Linked DNA regions of Mus musculus: region 2 is linked to region 1. The links are chromatin contacts, called in public promoter capture Hi-C maps. All regions are on one chromosome and are shown on one strand. The core of a region is the stretch at or near the end of the contact, and the rest is flanking DNA. Distances in the headings are between cores, read along the strand shown.

Region 1 (3,465 bases), core at 649-3,148:
AAAGGCATAAAAGACCGGTCTTAGCAAACTCCTGTAGGAATCTAAACCTACCATTTCATCTGAGACCTATGAGCAAAGACATTACCAGAGCAAAACTATAGAAGTTTCTCTCTGCCCCTCCAGTAAATAGTTCTTCCCTGGCCAGGGATCCATCTCAACTCTCACTTCCCCTTCCATCCCAGTCCTGATGAGAAGGGAGGGTTGGGGGAACACTGAAGGGAGGAGGAGGAAAATGAAAACAGAAAAAGAGGAAGGAGCCAGGCCTGAGATCCTGCCCCTAATCTCAGCATCAAGAGATGGAAGCAGCAGATTACATAAGGAGGCCCTGTCAAAGACTAAAGATAAGAAGGGGGCAGGCTCAGATGGTTAAGAGCACCAGGTGCTTTTCCAGAGGACCTGGGGTGGGTTCCCAGCACCTATGTGGTAGCTCACAACTATCTTTAACACCAGCTTGAGGGGATCTGCTGCCCTCTTCTGGCCTCAGAGGGCATTCACATGGTGCTGATGTGCGTGGGCTAAACATCCACATGCATAAGATAAAAATAAATTTCACAAACACCTAAAATAGCCTAAGGAAGGAAGGGTCTATTTTTGCTCACAGTTTGAAAGTACAGTCCATTGTGGTAAGGAAGTCGATGGTGTCACAGCACAGAACAGCTGGTCACATTGCATCTAAGTCAGGAAGCAGAGAGAGGAGTGCCATGGCCGGGTTCAGCGTTTTTCCTCCTTATTAGTCAGTCTGGACCTGAGCCCAAAGGATGGTGCTGCTCAAATGCAGAGTGGAAGGCACCAAGTCAACCCTCTACAAAGCTGGGGTTAACTTTGAATTCACATATCACACCGTATCCTACAGGGCTCAGTAAATGTCTCTATTGCCTACAACGTTATGCCCAGAACACTTCATTATAAGTCCGTTCTGGGTCCATTCAGTGGTATGGGATAGCCTGGGAATGTTGCCACAAAGTATAACATTGTTCCTCCTCAGGAATAGTCTTCCAGATTCCAAAGGACAGATTTGCAAACAGCCTTCTGGAGTGCAGCCCCGTGTACTGCTGGGAACTGCCTTTGTCCGACTTGTTTACTTGGGAAGAACTCCTCTGGACTTTGACCCCTGCAGCTGCCTGGAAGGAGGTAACCTGGCTTTAGCCAATCCAGGGTGCGGCCCGGCCAGGAGCAAAGTAAAGCTGGTAGCCACTGCTGCCTACTAAGACACCACATGGGCACTGCCACCACAGCTTGGGGTTGGGGGAGGGCAGACTGTTCAGAGGTCTGCAGCGCTGAGGAACCCACTTGAAGAGCACCAGTCTCCTCCCCACGCTTGCCGGTGATGGAAGAGAGACAAAGTTGACTCACTTGAAGAAGAGAGGCATCTACAGTTTTCAAGGACTACGGAGGAAAACCCTTCCTCTAAGCAGCTGCCCCGTCTCACTGCTGCTGAATTCCTCCCACAGGCAGCAATGGCTTTGAGTGTCAATGGCCGGCCCGAGCCACACTGGCCTTGAAGATTCCTAAGAGCTATTTTGAGTGATTTCACTGCTCGCGGTCCTGGCAAACTTATCCATTTTCAGACAATATTTAGATTCTGAGGTAAGTGTGAACTAGATAATGACCTTTCAAGCCATGGCACGATGTTCTGTTTAAAGCTTTCGTTTCTTCCTCAGAGCAACTACAAAGTCCTCTGACCCTTCAGCATGGCCTCCTGGAGATTTCCCTAAGGTTCTGCGCACACTCCTGTGCTGCGCGTGTGCGGAGGGTGGGGGTGGGGTCGTAATGACTGAGGGCAAAATCCTCACGTGTCTTGGGTCCTGAGGAACCAAATTGAACTTCTGAGATGCATAGTACCAAGGCATGGTCTGAGGCATTTCATGCTCTCTGGATGTTTTTAAGGCTGGCCTCAAAATACATGTGAGCATAGAGCAGCCGTCCCCCAGTGAGTGTAACTAGTAGTTGGCTGGCTATGGCTGAAACAATAGGCTATCTGCAACTTTACTTTTAGGTGACTCATCAGAAAAGCTATTTTAGACAGTCTGTAGCGAGTAAGATTACATTTGTTCTAAGAGAAACAGACCTAAGGGACAAAAGGCTAATTGCAAAAGTGCTCTTTTTCAGCTCAGAGAAGCCTTGCTGTATTTTCTTGACAGCATCTTAGTTACCAGACACAACAGAAGGCATAAAAGCTGGTATCAAAAACAATGGGAAACAATCATGCCCTGACACCACCCGGCACGCACACCACTTTGCTCATCAAAAGGCAAGCTTGTTGAAGAAGCAACGGCCTTGTCCACATGCTCATCATAGAGCCTACACATGCCCTTGTGTGGGAACCTTTGTCAGGCTGCGGCTATGGTGGCCTTGTGACCTGCCAATCGGTTGTCCAACCTTCTGATCATCTGGAGTTCTCTCAGCAGTTGCTATCCCCTCTCTCTCCACCAACTCAGGGTGAAGGAGCAGGTAGAACTTTCTGGCAGGAACTTGGAGCATAGGCTGAGTCTTCTGGGGTGAGCAAGAACACAGCAGATACAAGAGATGGTGGGTGGGCTCCCACAGATCTCCAAGCAATCCCAGGAAGCATTTAGCTTATTATTCACTAAACAGTTGTTCCCTGCCTGAAGATGAGAAGTGAAATGACCCAGGATCTTCTAGAACTAAGAGCTGTCATGAGTATCCCGAGAGGAAGGAAAAGCTGAAACCATTACCCCAGACCTGCAAGGGTTTTCCTGTCTTGGGTCCCCTCACTTTCCATTGCTGAGATCACATCAGCCCCCCAAGAGGAAATATTGCTTTAGTGGCTGGCCTCTTGCCATGGCTGAGCCAGGCTAGAACATTCCCAAAGCCTTTACACAACCCTAGAGAAGAACAACTGGACATAAACAAGAAAATGCATGAAACATAAACACAACACAAGCTTGTGAACCACAGTAACAGGGCAAGACACGGGTGGAAGGAATTTTGCGTGTTATGAGTTTTTGTGAATTTATCAAGAGCCATACTTACTCTAAAAGCAATGCATCTGTATTTTGAAGCCTCTATAGTGTACCTTTTGTCTCCTCGTCACACTCTAGTATGTATGCTTTGTATACCATGAGCTGTTCATCTGAGTAATTCTGAGAAGCCTTCCTCCTACTCCTTCCTCCCTTCCCCCACCCCCACCCCTACCTCCTCCAGGATTTCTGCAGATGAGTGCATAGGTGATCAGCTCAGTCATTCAATAAATGTGGGCCTAAGTAGGAGCTGTGGCGCAAGACATTGAGTAATGAGCCATCGTATACCTGGTCTTATCAGGCTCAGTCTGATAGGAGAAACTATCAAGGGTCATTTCCTTAATACTTTATGTCATCTAAAAACTATCAGATTTGACTTAAAAAAAATCAGATTTAGCTGAGCATGGTGGAGCACGCCTTTAATCCCAGCACTCGGGAGGCAGAAGCAGGCAGATTTCTGAGTTCGAGGCCAGCCTAGTCTACA
Region 2 (3,465 bases), core at 366-2,865, 180 kb before region 1:
AGATGCTGCAAGGTGGAGTGGTACCCAAGGGAGGGGCTTCCCTTCTCTGAGGAGAAGAGGAGGGAGAAATAAAGGAGGGATTTGGAAGAGAGGAAGGAGGGGAGCTGTGATCGGATGTAAAGTGAATAAAAAGGAAGGAAAAAGGGAAAATTACTAGCTTGTAATGATAGTACATGCCTGTAATGCTAACAACACTCGGGAAGCTGAGGAAGGGGATCTCCAGTTCTAGGCCGGCCTGGGCGACAGACCAAGCAGATGTCTCAAAAAGAATGAATTAAAACATCACAGTGAAAAGTTTCAGTAATCTCTAAAATTAATTTCTCAACTCCAGGAAAGTCACCTGATGTTTCAACCTGAGATAGGCCAGTACTTGATCAGCCTTGCAGGGTTATTTTAGATATCAGATGGGAAAATTTAGTAAGTTCTCTGATGAACCGCACAACTGAAGAAAATGTATATGTTCTTTTATTTAGACTCCTATTTTTCTAGGTATATTGTGCACTGCAAAGTCTGTTTCCCAGGATATTGACTGACTGCTATGTGTCTATGTTCCCCTCTCCCTTTGTTTCTAGATTAACAAAAGCAGTGGCATTGTGGAAGCATCGCGGATCATGAATTTGTACCAGTTTATTCAGCTCTATAAAGACATCACAAGCCAAGCTGCTGGAGTGCTGGCTCAGAGCTCCACCTCTGAAGAGCCTGATGAGAACCCATCCTCGGTCACATCTTGCCAGGCTAGTCTATGGATGGGCAGGTGCGCGCCACAGGACAATGAGCAGGCAAAGCGCTAAGATCATAGTACACCTTCCCTAGCGCTCTATGACCCCGTCAGTTCTCATGTCTCAGCCTGTGGTAGGCAGGTCAGTTTTAGGTTAGTCTGCCTTCCGTTCATTTCAGTCCCAGATTCGCTGTCAGCTCCCTGCCCAGGAACCCACGCTCTGTCTCTTACGTTTGGATAGGAAATACTGATGCCTTCCCTTTAACAGATTTTTAAACAGTCAAAGTCCTTTATAAAATTAGGTCCAGAACTGGAACCATTCAGAAGTTATTTAATTGGAAGTTAAATTTTTAAACATTGTCTTTAGGCCTTGGTGTCTACTCAGGGAAGAAAAGCAGTGGTGCACGTATGGACGCTGCACAGCAGGAGGAAGTGACGTCAGCTGCAGTTTGCCATGACAGTGCCTGTTCCCTAGGGCCTCATGTATGCTGTTCCTTCTGAGCTCTCCTCCCATGCTTTCGGTGTGTGAAAGCTCCCAACTGTTGCTGCCTGATGATGTGACGTAATTCAGTTTGTAACTACCTCATTGGAAAAAGGCCTCTATGGCTCCAGGCATGCTAACATTCTGTCTCACTGTGACTGGCACTGGTTGGTGTGATGCAGAATCTGCATCAACTGTGTCCTCCTCAGAGGTAGGAGTGTGTCTGACAGGAGTTTCAGTCTATTGCATTGCTTCAGTTACAGCTGCATTTTCCCTTCACTTGTAATCAGCTGGTTTCCTCATCCCGTGCTGTGTAGTTGACTTGTATTTTCCATTTGAACCTCACTGTTAGGTGTACAGTGGGCTCTGTTACCAGCCTGTTGTGTGAGTGTCACTGTGCTGTAGCAGTGCTTAGGCCTGTCAGAGGTCTGATTTTTCTGCTCTTTCCTTGTCTCAGTTCAGAGTGGTAATCTTTTTCTAAGTGTTTTGAAAGCTGAGAGTGGTTTTTTACTTGCCTCTGTAGCCACACCACAGCAAGTAAAAAGTTCCTGTTGCGGTCATCTTCAGGAAAGGGGTGAAAGTGTGACTCAAAGACTGGAAGCAGCGCCAGCTGGTTGGGTGAGCCAGCACTTGGTTTCATGTGTTGTGAGCCTCCAGTGGTACCCTGGGACCCAGGTCATAGAAAAAGGCCTTTGCAAGTAGGAGAGTCTGGGGGCCTTCTGAGTTTTGCTTTATGTTAGATGTGTGGTTCTATTAATGGCTAGAGTTTGTGGAGGACTTGCAGTTCATTAAACCCTGCAGTGACTCCACGGGAATACAGTTGATCAGACGAGGAAGCAGGTTTAGGAGAATAAGTGCATGACTAGACCCTGACATGGCTGAGCCCACTGACACATTTAGCCCATTGCAGCTTAGTGGTTTGGAGGAGGAGCTGGAGATTGGCCAACTCTGTGGTGCTCTGATGCCACTGATCCCAGGGGCTGCTCTGTCTGTCTGCACTATCACGTCTGAGCCATAGTTCACCAAATGGAAGGAAGCCAGCTTGTACTTACAATGCGTTACTACTGTCCCCCACAGCTCTGGGAGATTCACTCCCTCAATGAAGCAATCTTTTTCTCACCCAGATAGCTTTACTAGTGTGAAAGTTTTCCTTTTCCCTTTTACCTCAGAGTAGTCTGACCCTCTGGAGGCAGCACAGCAAAGGCCCTAGAACCAACTGGCCTGTGCTCCAGCCTTCACTCTTCTCTTTCATCAGTTCCTCACCTTTTAAAGAGGATGAGAGCGATGTCATGTGCCCCAGAGGGCTGTCGGCAGTTAATTGAGTTAATAGATGGGACACACAGCGGTATGTGTGGGCGAGTTACCTGTCACCATTATTAGTAAATCATTAGAGTGCCCTTGAGTGCAGAGGCCATGCCCTCTGGAATTCTACCCAACAAGTGTGATCTCTTCTGCCCTTCAAATGTTTGAAAACTCCTCAAATTTCCATTGAGCCTTGCTCTCCACAGTAAGTGTCTCCAGCCTTTGTTCACGTGGTTCTCCGTACCTTAGGAGCATCGAGTGGCTGTCCTGTCCCCGTGGTGCTGGAAAGGTAGCAGACAGTGTGGGCATGGAGTACCTTCCTCCAGCAGTCTCTGTCTCATTCTTCTCGGGCTACAGTGCTGTTTTTATATAGTCATCTGCTCCCAACTCTGAAACTTTCCTGTCAGAACACTCTGTCACTCTTTGGGGAGTCTGTTGTATTTTCTGTCCCTGACACCCTCAGGTGAAAATTTGAAGCCCCAAAGCAGAAATGCTAAGTCAGTGGATCTGAAAAGGCATTAAAATGTTAGATATGTATATAGGTGTTGATATGTTTATTTATATGTGACTGATGTATTGTGTATATGTGTGGATACACAAATGTATGTGTGAGCACACATATCAGAGCCATATGCATGTAGGTTTTCACCCATTTCACTATTTCAATTCAATGGGCATGCTTTTCTCCACAACAGAAGCAAACATGAATCTGTTACCTGACCTTAATGGTATGTCCGTAGTAATGCTCCTTAATCCAGCCCCAGCTGCCTCAGGAGCACTGTGAGACGAGGTTCTACCTGGTTTCCCTCACTGTCAACTGCCCTTGCTCTCCACTCAGTTAACTTCTGAAGTCCTGTATCAGCAGGAGCTCATGCTGCCTCGAGTTTGTCTGTTAGAGCAAGTTCAGAGTTAGTATTTTGACATTAAAAAATCAGATTGTCTTTGCTATATAATCAGTCTTTTC

What was found. Capture Hi-C pulls out chosen DNA fragments and counts their contacts.
Region 2: a promoter capture Hi-C map of adipose tissue shows a contact between it and region 1. The contact joins two enhancer-like sites. A contact is called at or near these places in 1 of 39 promoter capture datasets (the SN4741 cell line), 1 of 15 datasets of contacts at CTCF or cohesin (the NIH/3T3 cell line), 3 of 484 Hi-C or Micro-C datasets (cerebellum, embryonic fibroblasts and embryonic stem cells) and 2 of 9 other capture datasets (adipose tissue and pancreatic islet).

Annotation. Positions count from the first base shown.
Region 1 is chr7:110,646,569-110,650,033 of GRCm38.p6, reverse strand. No RefSeq gene overlaps it. Among named protein-coding and RNA genes, the nearest start is that of Gm28863, 17 kb to the right of the region's middle. Within about 2 kb of position 1,898, at least 77 of the 459 cell types and tissues checked have an H3K27ac peak or open chromatin away from gene starts, as enhancers often do. A contact at or near this core is called in the NIH/3T3 cell line and adipose tissue, where this site is marked.
Region 2 is chr7:110,822,506-110,825,970 of GRCm38.p6, reverse strand. It overlaps Rnf141 (ring finger protein 141), which reads left to right. Exons shown (of 6, transcript NM_025999.3): 4 at 573-754. Among named protein-coding and RNA genes, the nearest start is that of Rnf141, 20 kb to the left of the region's middle. Within about 2 kb of position 1,615, at least 125 of the 459 cell types and tissues checked have an H3K27ac peak or open chromatin away from gene starts, as enhancers often do. A contact at or near this core is called in the NIH/3T3 cell line and adipose tissue, where this site is marked.